Regions from separate parts of the Sus scrofa genome. Here region 2 is linked to region 1. Evidence: chromatin contacts called from public promoter capture Hi-C data. All regions are on one chromosome and are shown on one strand. The core of a region is the stretch at or near the end of the contact, and the rest is flanking DNA. Distances in the headings are between cores, read along the strand shown.

Region 1 (7,072 bases), core at 2,097-4,596:
TTGTGGTGAAGGGTCTTGAGATAGCATTGGCGCCCTAATGGAAAGACAGAATTGTGAGGGAGAAAACAAGGAGACATAAGCAAATGTCACGAAGATGCCCAAAAGAGAGAGAAAGAGTGTTGCATATCTCTAACTCAATTTAGATTCCTCACAGTCTTCCAGTTCTGGATTCTTACAAGATGCAAGTGGACTGTTCATTTGAAACTACTAAGAGCCTGAAATGTTTAAAATAGATGGGAGTTCCTCTGTGGGTCAACAAGTTAAGGATCCAGCATTGTCACTGCAGCAACCATGAGCACAGCATGTGTGTGTGTATGTGTGTATGGCAGATTCAATTATTAAAGGAAAATATTCACTCTGCCCCTCCTCCCCCCCAGGAAAAAGTCTACTTCTCTCTCCCCTAACTTTAGGCTTGGCCAAGTATCTTACTTCGGCCAACAGGACATTAGTAGGGGCTTAAAATGTGTTTCAGTGGTTGGGTTTACTCTCTTATACTTCCGTCATCATCATAAGAACATATCAGCCAAGTTCTGAACATATCATCAGAACATATCAATCCCAGGATTAGAGGCATGTGCAGTGTAGAGCCACTCAGCTGATCAAAGCCTATGTCAGTCAACTCCCAGGCTGCTCACCAATAGAATAAATGCTCACTATTGTATGCATGACATTTTGATGGTATAGTTGTTTGTTACTAAGCAATAGCTAACTGATAAAATACAGTGAGAACAAGGTGCTATAGGCCACATAAAGACTGTCTTTACTCTCAGGCTTTCCACAACAGCATCTACTAAAAATCAACTAGCTATACATTGTGCAGAAGATGGAGATTAATAAAATATAATTTTTTCCCAGGAATAACTTCTATTGTCATGAGAAAGATGGGCTCTGATCAAATGATCTTAAAATAATGTGATATGGGAGTTCCTGCTGTAGCTCAGCAGTAACAAACCTGACTAGTATCCATGAGGATTCGGGTTTAATCCCTGGCCTCGCTCAATGGGTTAAGGGTCTGGCGTTGCCATAAGCTGTGGTATAGGTTGCAGATGCAGCTCAGATCCTGCATTGCTGTAGCTATGACATAGGCCAGCAGCTGTAGCTGCAGCTCAGATCCTGCATTGCTGTGGCTGTGCCATAGGCCAGCAGCTGTAGCTCTAGCCTGGGAACTTCCATATACCATGGGTGCCGCCCTAAAAAGACCAAATATATATATATACATATATATATACACACACACTATATGGGGTTCACCCACAGAGTGAGCTACAGATCCCCAAGAATCAATGAAGTCATCCCAATAAGTTCCGATTGATCATTTTAAAGTGCTCATTCACTATTTTTATAATTTAACTTTGACTGGTGTTTACTTCACTATAGACAGTTCCTATGTAATGATCTATGAGGACACACATTTTATTATCCTATGATACTATCTGTAACATTAATAGCAAAGCCAGATCATTAAGACTCTGCAGAGACTTTCAAAGCATCAGCAAGGAAATGATCTTTGCATTGTGTCATGACAACACTGGAAGGCCACTGTATGAAAAGGTGACTGGAGACAACTGCAAATAAAGTAACTCCCAAAATACTAAATGCAGGGTCTCAAGTAAAGTGGCAATAGCTGGGAAACTTATGGAAACACAAGTCAGAAATAGAAAGTGGTTTTGTTTTTGTTTTTTGTCTTTTTGCCTTTTCTAGGGCCCCTACAGCCACATATGGAGGTTCCCAGGCTGGGGGTCGAAATCAGAGCCATAGCCACTGGCCTACGCCAGAGCCACAGCAACGCGGAATCCGAGTCGCGTCTGCAACCTACACCACAGCTCACAGCAATGCTGGATCCTTAACCCACTGAGCAAGGCAGGGATCGAACCCACAACCTCATGGTTCCTAGTCGGATTCGTTAACCACTGCGCCACGACGGGAACTCCAGAAAGTGTTCTATTAAATAAAGTTTTTAGCAGGAGACCCAGGCAGAAGCATAACACTGGGATAAACAGATTTCACTTCAAGCAGTTTGAACAGGGCGTCAGTGACGTCATATTAGAAAATTTTCAAACCTGTACACGGCTGAAGTTACCGGTAACAGAGGCAACTCTGAAGTGCTAGATGATAACCGTCATCAAACAAATCAACACACTCGAACTACTCCACCTTAGCGAGAATCTCGCTGATCATTTCAAACTACGCGTAACTTGATGGAGGAAAAAAAAAAAAAAAAAAAAAAAAAAGGAGGGGGGCGGGCAGTTCTTCCAACTCCCTTCACTCTCCGCTCCACGGAAGGAACCGAAGCAACACGTGCAATATCACAGTCCCAACACAGTCAGCCACGCTGATCACCAAGAGGGGCGATTCTGGGCTAGAATCAGGCTGGGAGTTAAGAAGCAAGGAGAAGAAACCTGGAGAAGAAAGTTAAAACAGAAGCAGGAAAGGAGAGCAGTGTGGGATCGAGAACTGCGGTCCTATCAATCCTACTGGCGAACAAGGAGAAACATCCCTCGGATGCAGACTAAGATCTAGAAATGGATCTTCTACTTCGATATGAGTTTTCCAGGACTCAGTCCTGACTGGACCCTCCCCGCCCAAAGCCACCTGATGCCTCCCTTTGGAAGGGACGCCTAGGTGAACCAAAGGGACGCTTTTCAGGTGGTTCCAGGAAAAATTGTTAGGGAACTCCCGGAGCTGCTAAGTAGAGAGTAGCTGCGGGTCGCTTGCAGGGTATCTGCGAGGGGAGTGGCCAGAGGCAAAGGTGAATCTTGAGGGCTGTCTCTTACCTGCCGCAGGAGCTTCCACCGGGCTGCAGCCAAAGGTGCCGCGACTACGGGTCCCCGAGCGGCGCTACCCCTTGCCGGATTCTCGTTCTTGGCGCTCTCAACCTGGCCGGCCTCGGCGTCTGTGACTCGAGGCTCCATCCCGCTGGAGCCGCCTTTATCCGAGAAGCCGCAGCCACAGCTCTCCCCTGCCAGGACCTCGCTACTTTTTCTCTATCAGGACCTGTGACGCTAGGCCTCCCTCCCACTGCCCAAGCAAGAGCGCCCTCCCCAAATCCTGCATTTCCGGCAGTCACGTCTCCTTAGCAACCAGGGCAGCGCGGCTCGCGTCACTGCACCATTTTGCTGGTAGCCATCTTTAGTGAGGGCAGACTGGAGCGTGAGGGACCTGTGACAGACTTGATAGGACACTACCCCTCTTTGTTATCCTCTCCCCTGTTTCATCTAGAGGTCTGAGGACTATCAAAGAACCAAAAGGCTTATATCTTTGAGGGCTTAAGAACCCAGGAGGAGAAAAATTCATCATTGACCACAGTAAAGATGGCGGAACCTGCTCAGCGCTCGTGCTAGATGGGACTTACGTAGACGGCGTGCTGCAAACCAGCTCCCGGCGCCTCTGGGTAGGTTGTTCCGCTAGCTGCAGAACGCAGATTTCGGCTGGACACGACGGTGCTTGGAGCTGTGCTGCTTTTCTGAGAGCTTCGGGTTCTCCGACCTGGCTTTCACTCGTTTCTGTGTCTAGAGCAAGACCGACTTTAAATTTGCGTACGTATTGGGAGGGAGGTGTAGGCTGAGGGTCTTTTCCCTTCATCCCTTCTGCCCCCCACCAGCCTTTCCAAGGCTCTTGGTCCTAGCTTTTTGATTGATGTCCCTTCACTGCGTGGCATGTGGTACCACTCCCTTTCGCACTCAGAACCCCTCATCTCTCACCTCATTTCATTTCTGGGGTGGAGAGTTGCATAGGGAAAACAAATAGGTTCTCCCAGGAACACCCATTCATCTACCCCACCCCCATCCCTAACCCTGCAGGTGAAAGATGGGTGGATTGATGCTGCGGCACGGATGTAGTGATTTAGGGCCTATTTTATTTTATTTGCTTATTTTTGTTAGTGTTGTTCCTGTTCCCCTATTGTAACTCTCCCTTCTGAGTCTCTTAATTTGCTGCGACATAGAAAAAGATTAAGAGGACCAGGGGCGTCTTAAAGGATCCGAGCTGTGCTAAAACTGACGCAGTATTGTACCTCTGATACCGAGGGTCATTTTGTGGAAGAATTCCATGATGACATTCAACAGTGTGCAACGTACATAGGTTTTTTTTTTTTCCAATCCTAAAAATAGTAGCCAAAAATAAAATAAAAATAGTTTATCGAGTGGTAGCTACGTGCCAGGTATTGTATTAAGATCTTAACTTTAAATTGTCTCATTTTATCCTTAGAACAAGTACTCCGTAGAGTAAATGGGTCATTATCTGATTTGCAGATGAAGAAACTAGGCACAGGTGGTAAGTGTAGAAGTGAAGCCCTGAACCCAGGTTTCTCTGACTTAAGTACTCACTAGCCTTACTTTGTTAGGTTAATAAGAACCAGCTTCCTAGAAGAAAACAGAGATGGTGGCAAATTTCATTTGTGAATCCTGAAGTTGTTGTTGTTGTTGTTTAATTAAAGAATTAAACACCTTTTTAATATTAAAATTGTTATGACCAGATAGACTTACTACTTACAGCCCAGGTAACTTGAAGCAGTTACTTAAACCTCCTTGAGCCACAGTTTGCTCACCTGTAAAATCAACACTGTTATAGCTATTCTGTTAGGGTTCTATGACGTTTAAATTGGACAAAGTATATAAACACATCTGGCACGTAGCAAATACTCAGTAAATACTAACACCTTCTCCTCTACCTTTTTAAGTAATTATGCTTTTCTGGTTTATTCTCCATATACATACCAAAGATAAGTTCTGAGTTATGTAAAATCAAAGCTAATTTGCCTTTTAAAACCCTCAGAATTACTGAGATGCCTCTATTAAGTCTGTGTACTTGTTTGCAAGTTTTTATTTTGTTTTTTTTGTTTTGTTTTCTGCCTTTTTTTTTTTTTTTTTTTTTTTTTTTTTTTAGTTTGTCCATGTGTGTACCAGAATCAGTGCTGCATAGTTTGAGCCTGATAGGATCGACTTTACAAATAAGACCTCTAAGTCACATCTGCCAAGAAGTATGATTGGAATGAAACTTTAACTTACATGAGTTTTCAGATATTTTTAACCAGAGTTATCAGCTGTCTGTAGTTATTCCTAACCTGAGGGGTTCATGACCCCAGTGGCAGAGGAAAAGAACTACAGATCTTAGATACTCTGAGAACCCACTACTGGGTAAGCATTCCTAGGAAATCATTCATGTGCTGGCAGTCCCAAAGGGAGCATAAACCAAGGACTTTGATATCATGCGGCAGAAGAGCAAATTATTTTTCCAAGCTTTGAAATATAGTATTCCTCACCTTGGGAAATGCATGCAGAAACAGCACTTGAATCACTGTAACTTCGCTGATCATTATTACAATAAAATAAAATTGAAAAAATATCACCTAACCAAGTGTCTGCAGAATAAACCCAGGATATCAGAGTTAGCAAGAAACATCCCAAGTCGGAGCTTCTCATGTAAGGTATGGACTGTTTAAGTTATCCTATTTGTCAGCCATTAAGATTAATTTTAGTTTAAAAATAATGAATCGGATATCAGTTACTAATTTTCTCAGTAGTTCTTGTTTGATTTTTTAAGTGTTAGGCTCAATTGCCTGTAATCATATGTAAGTATAAAAGAATATATGTAATACGTGTTTATAGAGCTCTAAGGTAACAAATATAAATAGATTTATCGAAAATGATTCACCTTAGGAATTCTTTTATTTTTCCTTCTTTTTAGGGCCACTCCCTTGGCACATGGAAGTTTCCAGGCTAGGGGTTGAATTGGACCTGTAGCTGCCGGCCTACACCACAGCCCCAGCAATGCTGGATCCTTAACCCACTGAGTGAGGCCAGGGATCAAACCCCAGCCCTCCTGGATGCTAGTCTGATTTTGTCACGGCTGAGCCATGATGGGAACTCTAGGAATTCTTTATTGTGCCTAGCAGTGCAATTCAAAGTATAATTCACCATTCTAAAATTCCTAGACTATCATAATAGCTCTTAGTAAAATCTAATAATATGCTGATTGTTTTATGAATCCCAAATTAGTAAACTTCAGTAAAGACCATGTAATTGTGATACTTCTCTTTAAAAAAAAAGATTTGCATTTTTGACCACTTGTGTCCTTTAGGAAGATGCTTTCAGACCATTGTACACTGGCCATATCCCAGGCTGTGAGCATGACCTCAACCTTGAGGACCTAGTGCCCTTATATGTAGAATGACCATGTATTCTAGGTTGCCTCAGACAGTCTCAGTTCACACCTGTTGTCCCTGTGTAATGTGTAATTATTAATAGTGTCCTATTTCCTCTCAGAAGTGTCTTGATTAGGATGGTAAATTACATGCTCATCCTAATTATTTGGGATTAAATTGTTTATGATGCTGCCTCTTTGATGCACCTCCTCTACCCTTATATTTGCTATGTTTCTTACATTCCTTAAATTGGATGTGGGAGTGATAGTCTTGCAATATTTTAGCATATGTTTTTATTATAATATTTTAATTTGTGGTTTTAATTGTTCCACACAATATTTTTACTTCATTTTGACTTTATTTTTATTATCGTATAATAATAATATATATAACAAAATTTGACATTTTAACTTTTTCGAAGATTAGTTTTTTATGAATGTATGGTTGATTTACACTGTGCCAATTTCTGCTGATTTTTAACCATTTTTAAATGTGTAATTCAGTGGCATTAATTACATTCACAGTATTGTACAGCTGTCACCACTATTTTCCCTGTCATCACCTGACCAAAAAAAAAAAAAAAAACACCCATCCATTAAGCAAGAACTTCCCACTCCTGCCTTTCCAGAGCTCTTGGAAACCTTTAATCTACTTTCTATCTATGAATATGAATTCATTGTCTCTCTGAATTTGCCTATTCTAGATAATTCATATAGGTTGAATTATATGATATTTATCCTTTTGGGTCTGCCTTATTTCCCTTAGCATAGTGATTTCAAGATTCATCCATATTGTAGCATATATTGGAAATTTGGAGACTTTTCCTTGCTGAATACTATTCCATTGTGTGTATATACTGCATTTTATTTCTCTAGTCATCTGTTGATAGACACTTGAGCAGCTGCTTGTGTTTCTAAAAATGATTTTTTT
Region 2 (6,626 bases), core at 869-3,368, 380 kb after region 1:
CCTTCCCTTCTTAATCAGTGCTATTTCCATCTTTCTAATTGCTCAGGCCAAACATTTTGGAGTCATTTTTTTACTTACACCCCAGAGACAATCCATCAGTAAATCCTCTTGGTTCTACTGTTTAAATAAAGTGAGAATCTGACCCTTTCTCCTTATCTTACCTGCTACCTCCCTCATCCAAGCCACTACCATCTCTACTCTGCTTATTGCAAGAGCCTCCTTACTAGTCTTCCTACTTTTACTTACCCTTATTCCCTTAAAATTACCTTTTAAACCAGTAGCCAGAGTGATCCTTTATTATTATTATTATTATTATTATTGTCTTTTTTAGGGCCACACCTGAGGCATATAGAAGTTCCCAGGCTAGGGGTCAAATCATAGCTGTAGCTGCCAGGCTACACAATGCCAGATCCGAGCTGAGTCTGCGACCTACACCACAGCTCATGGCAATGCTGGATCCTTAACCCACTGAGCCAGGTAGGGGATCGAACCTGCCTTCTCATGGATCCCAGTCGGGTTCGGTTCTGCTGAGCCACAACAGGAACTCCCAGAGTGATCCTTTAAAAATGCAAATGGATTCATGTCACAGCAACACACTAAACTTACAATGGTTTCCCATCTCATTCTGAGTAAAAATCAAAGTCCTCACAGCCACCTCTAACACCCTGCCTTTCGGATCTCCAACTGCCTTTCAGATCTCCAAGCCCATCTTCCCTCTCTTCTTTCCTCTCATACAGTCCTCATTGTCTTTTGAAGAGACTAGACATGCTACCCTCAATCCCACCCTTATTTATTTTACATCACAGTTCTTATGTCTTTGCAAATTAGACTTTCGAGCATTAATCAAAGTCCAGACTTTGTTTTGTTGTCCGCCGTATCCACATCTCAAATAATGCCTGGCACTAATTATGTGTTCGCTAAGTTTCTGCTGAATGGCTGAATAAACTATATCCTAACGCCTCGTCGTATATATAACCCAGAGTAAATCATTTAACCTTTTTTGGAACTCATCTTTCTCCTCCCTCAAAGGAGAAATGAGCTAGATAATTCCCAAACACATGTATTCAGAAATTATTTAATACAGCCTACTGTGCGCTTGGGATGCTTGAGACTGGGCAGGGGCTTTGGCTACAAGTTTGTTTTCAAGGAGCTCTGTGTCCAGTGGGATAAATAGCCAAATAGGAAACAACACTAGAGGGCTTCTGGAAAAAAAACTTCCACCTGGAAACTCTTAAGATTACAGCTGAGTGAAGAGGGCGTCGGCGAGCTGGCTACACTTGAAGCTGTTCTCGGCTTTCCACGTGTGCACAGGATACACTTCCCTCACCATAAGGCAGGGGGCCACCTGTCTTATTCCCAGATTTGGCTCCGGACTCTTAAACATGCCTTTATCTTATGTCCCATGCCGGTGCATTTACTGAAGGAAGGGGCGGGGCGGGAGTTGGGGCATATCATGCATTCACTTCCAGCTTTAAAACTAACGCCCTGCCTTCGAATCTATCCATTTCATAAAGCGAGGCACTGCTTATTGACTTAGGGTTGGATAACTGTACTCCTTTACACTGTCCCCAGGCCCCAAGCATACAAATCACAGCACATTTTAACCCTGGAGGCCCCTAGCACAGTGCAAGGGTCGTTAACTTTTTTCCTGTCCCACACTTTTGAGAGTATAAAACGTTCCTTTCTGGAGGCGCGACAACTTGGGCACCAAGCCGCAACTGCAGAACTTCAGCGGGAACACCCACATGCCGCAGAGAACTGTCGCACACTCCGGGACCTTCACAGTCCGCGCTTCTCCAGCGTTCCCGGCTATTCTCGCTAGTTGGGCCCCCGCAAGCCTTTGCGCCAATCTGGGAGGAGTCGACCTCATCCGACTCTACCAACTGAAAAGTGAAGGGGTGGAAGGACTGAACACGCTGTCATGAAGAAAGAGAACGTAAAAAGACGCTCTCTAAAATGATAAACCAAGATATTTCATTCTATCAACATCTTACAGGGCTTAAAAATCCTCGGAGAAACGTGTATCTTCATTTTTCAAGTTATAACAACACGTGCCTCCCCCCTTATCTGGAACTTCCGCCTTTTGGTTTCTCCCACGCCGGGCGACCCCGCGGTCACGTGCTCCTCCTGTCCTTCTCGCCGAGCGTGCTTCCTGCTGTAGGGACAGCCGAGCCATGGCAGCCCTGCTGAGACCCGCTCGCTGGCTCCTCCGTGCCAGGGCGGCCAAGAGCCTTCCGCTATCCCTGCGACTCCTCGCGGGTGGCCCGGGCCGGCCGCACGCCGCCTTCTGTCTGCCCACCGGTCGCGCCCGGCCTGTCGCCGGGTGAGTGTTCGGCTGCTTACCCCGGCCTCCTGGCAGTGCGGCCATCCTCCGGGGTCGTGGATGCGGGCGGGGGCCGGGTCTCACCTGTGCTTTCTCCAGGCTCTCCTTGGCGCTTCAGGGCCAGGCGTCCCCGGGCCTCGGACCACGCTCCCCACCCGGGGAGTTTCGGGTGACAGGGACGGTCGCCTTCAGAAGGTCACAGCTAGAGGCATGGCTTGCTTCCGGCATGGATCCTGCCCTCGCCGCCTCGGACTCGGTCTTCCTGTCCTAGGGTTACCAACGGCCTAGGAAACGCGGGCTTTGAAGGCTGCTGTCAGGGGTTAGGTTTACTTCTTCCCTTGTGATTGACCCGCTGGGGTGTTGTCCCACGTGCAAGTCTTATTGGTGTTTTCTAACCAGCTAGGACTTAGATTTCAAAAGCTCGGGATAACGTAGCGGTGAACGTTTAATTATGGTCAGTTTGGGCTCTTGACTGCGTTTTTTTGGTGGAGTTTACCTCAGTATTTACGACGATGTGCTGTGGGCTAAGAATTGACACAGTAGGCTTTGAAAGTGTTAAAGAATGGATAAGTGAACACATTTCAGGCACTCTGTGGGAACCGGCGGTGCAAAGGCAAGTTACATTCTCCGTGGGGGTCAAATATGTGGCTAAATGCCTGTTTGGGTTGTGGGTTATCAGGAGATGTGTTTGGTGTAGACTTTGCAAGGGAGAGGATAAGGGGGTTTGATGAAAGTGTTGAGTAGGATTCTGATTACTTGAGAAGAGTAGATGGGCACCAAGGTTTTAGAAGTGGAGAAAAACTGATTTTGGAAAGACTCGTGTTTATATGTAAAGATACTTTGAGAGACAGCACAAAGATTAAGAGTTAAGGATCTGGAATTGGCCACGGGGAGGACTTTAGGCGTCTCTGTTCATTTGCATTATGCCATCAGATAAGTTACTTAACATCTCCAGGCGTCACTTTCCTCGGTTCTAAGAAGGGAGTAGTAATAGTGCTGGTGGTATTGCATGAGATTATCTATAAAAAATATAGGACCTGATACCTAGTTAATGCTTTCTTAATTACTATCATAGTAACAGTAATAGCTGTGATTGCGTGGATTTTTGTGAACCAGGCTGGAAGCCAACTATATGTATAAAGTTATATGAGGAAATGTTTTATGACTTCTTAACAACTTAGTTATACATTTTTGGAATATAGCCTACTTATAACTTGGAGCCTACCTAGATTTACTTGCTCATTAGGCCTGAACAGCTAATCCTTAGAAGTCATGCCTCTGCTTTCAAAGAGTTTCTTTTGAGAAAGTTATGCCATATTTTTCAGTCCTTCATGTGTTTGTTAGGCCAAGGAGGGTCGATGTTACAGTTCATCTCTACAGTTGCATTTGAGGAAAACAGTAAAGGTAGCCCAGTCTAGTAGAAAGGGTAGTGGTCTGGGTCCTCATCAGACCTGGGCTCCATTTACTCGCTGCATAATGTTACCTAAGCTTTTTTGTTTTTGTTTTTTGTCTTTTTAGGGCCGAACCTGCAGCATATGGAGGTTCCCAGACTAGGGGTCTAATTGGAGCTGTAGCTGCCGGCCTACACCACAGCCACAGCAATGCCAGATCTGAGCAGCATCTTCGACCTACACCACAGCTCATAGCAATGCTGGATCCTTAACCCACTGAGCAAGGCCAGGGATCAAACCCGAAACCTCATGGTTCCTAGTCATATTTGTTTCCACTGCGCCACCACAGGAACTCCACCTAAGCTTTTTGATCCTCAGTTTGTTGCTGTAAAATAGAGGTCACAAGCCTTTCCCCTCTTTATAAAGCTCATCTGTTGTCACTCAGGACTCATCTTAAAAGCTGTCTCTTCAGAAAGGTCTTAACCTTAACAATCTAAAAAACAACCCTATTTCAGTTTTATCATGGCATGTCTCACTTGTCTGATTGATTGATTGATTGATTGATTTGATTTGATTTTGGCTGCACATGTGGCATATGGAAGTTCCTGAGCTAAGGATCAAATCTGAGCCACAGCTCTAGCAACACTGGATCCTTAACATGCTGAGCCACAGGAGAAACTCCTATCTGATATTATTTATCTGCTTGCTCTTTGTTTCCTTAGTAGAAAGTGAGTTGCATGTGGGCAAAACTTTGTCTTGTTCACCACTGTATGCTCAGCTCATAGTAAGCAATAATAAAGTATTTCCTTTTTTCTCCTGGATTCTGAACCCTTTCTAAACAGTTTCCTATCCACAGCCTGTAAGCATGCCCACATCTTTCCCACCTGAAAAACAAAACGTTTCCCCAAACTGGGCTCAAGATGCTTCCTAGTCTCTCCTCCCTGTCTGTACTCCTGTCTTCTTCATTTCCTCACTTAACATTCACTCTTCCAACCCATTGCAGTCACGCCACTGGGAAAAGCTATCATTGTCTTATTTATTACTTTTTGTTGTTATTGTTTCTTTCTTGGCCACCCTGTGGCATAAGGAGTTCCCAGGCCAGGTCAGATCAGAGCTGCAGTTGTGACCTTCCCTTTGGGTGACCTCTTCCATTTTCAGAGTATCCGCCCATGCCTATCTATTTGATGATGGCAATATTTCTCCTCCTAGTTATAGACTGTCTACTGGACACTTCCACTGGTTGAACTCTAAACCCATCACCTCTCAAACTGGATTCATCACTTTGCTGTACACCAGAAACTAATGCAACATTGTAAATCAACTATACTTCAATTTAAAAATTAAAAAAAAGGAAAATATCAAACCGAATTTGTCTTTCCCCCCAAATCTGTTCCTCATATGTTTCCTATTACAGTGGATGTTGCAATTTCTGCCTGCTTCCTAGAGATTTCTCACCTCCTTGTCCCCACCCTGCCCCTATGTATTGATTGCACAAATGGTTAAGTTCTCTTAGATCTGTTTCATCTGGAATAATTCCCCTCTTTCTCCAACCCTCACATTATTCCATTGTTTCCCCTATAATTTGATCACATCTTTTTCCCACTTAAAATCAGACACTGGTGGCTTGCAGCCTCTTTTTTTTTTAGGGCCACACTCATGGCATATGGAGGTTCCCAGACTAGAGGGCTAATTGGAGCTACGGCTGCCAGCCTGTGCCACAGCCATGCAGGATCTGAGCCACATCTGCAGCCTACCACCACAGCTCATGGCAATGCTGGATCCTTAACCCACTGAGTGAGGCCGGGGATGGAACCCACATCCTCATGGTTCCTAGACGGATTTGTTTCCGCTGCTCCACAACAGGAACTCCTGCAACCTCACTTCTTGAGTTCATTCCCATGGTATCCTCTATCCTAGCCATACCAAACTACTACTTTGAAGTCCTCTACATCAGGGCTTCTGAAACTGTCATGAGCATATGGATTCCCTGGCGCTCTTGTGGAAATGCGGGTTCTGATTTTGTAGGTATAGGCAGGGGCTTGAGAGTCTGCATTTTTAACACACCTGCAGATGATAAAGGTGCTGCTGGTCTGTGAGCCAGCAAGGCTTTGATGGGCCATGGTGCACATCTTTTTTGCCTTTGACTGTGACCTTCACTCTTGGGATGTGTCTCCTCTTCTCTGTTAAATCTCTCTCCCATTGGACCACTCCCTTCTTGAGTTTTCTCTCAGATCCTGAATCACTAAAGCACCTGTTAACACAGCTGCTTGTGTACCCACCAGCCCTCCAGACTGGTATTAAGTTCCTTGAAGGCAGGGATTTTGTCTTACTCTTTTTGCCTCCCCTGTTGTCTAACTTTGTGGCGCTTAGTAGATGTCAAATGTCTGTTCGTGAATCAGTGAAGATCTTAGAGACTGATGAAGGAATATGTGTGAGATGCAAAGGAGTTTGAAGGCGTACTTATCCCATTGTGCAGTGAATCCCTACAGATCCACTATGATCTTGATTTCCAGGAATGTCTGAGAGGGACGGATGAGTATTATTGAGTGATAGAATTTGTTAGTCAGTACTTAGGGGCTTCAGAGAAAAGGTAAGCTTTGAGCTGAATCAGTTTGGCAGTGGATCTAGATTGATGATTGTCTTAAAGTGAAGATCACATGATGCCCTATGACAGAATGCTGTGACTTCTAAAGTTGAAACAAAACTTTTCTTTGTTTACCTTTCATTAAAAAAAAAAAAACAAAAAACTTTCTTGGAGTTCCCTTCGTGGCTCAGTGGTTAACATATCCGACTAGGAACCATGAGGCTGCGGGTTTGATCCCTGGACTTGCTCCGTGGGTTAAGGATTCAACGTTGCCATGAGCTGTGGTGTGGGTTGCAGACGCGGCTCAGATCCTGCGTTGCTGTGGCTC

Evidence for each region. Promoter capture Hi-C pulls out the DNA fragments that hold promoters and counts their contacts.
Region 2: a promoter capture Hi-C map of fetal liver shows a contact between it and region 1, with 4 times the contacts expected there. The contact joins the promoter of LRPPRC here to the promoter of PREPL in region 1. A contact is called at or near these places in 2 of 5 promoter capture datasets (fetal liver and liver), 1 of 47 Hi-C or Micro-C datasets (liver) and 2 of 2 datasets of contacts at active chromatin or transcription factors (alveolar macrophages and skeletal muscle).

What each region holds. Positions count from the first base shown.
Region 1 is chr3:96,088,968-96,096,039 of Sscrofa11.1, forward strand. It overlaps PREPL (prolyl endopeptidase-like), which reads left to right and starts at 3,347. Exons shown (of 14, transcript XM_005655233.3): 1 at 3,347-3,536. CAMKMT (calmodulin-lysine N-methyltransferase) reads right to left here and starts at 3,061. Exons shown (of 10, transcript XM_021088302.1): 1 at 2,775-3,061. The coding sequence starts at 2,912.
Region 2 is chr3:96,472,392-96,479,017 of Sscrofa11.1, forward strand. LRPPRC (leucine-rich PPR motif-containing protein, mitochondrial) reads left to right here and starts at 2,119. Exons shown (of 38, transcript XM_003125183.6): 1 at 2,119-2,323. The coding sequence starts at 2,175.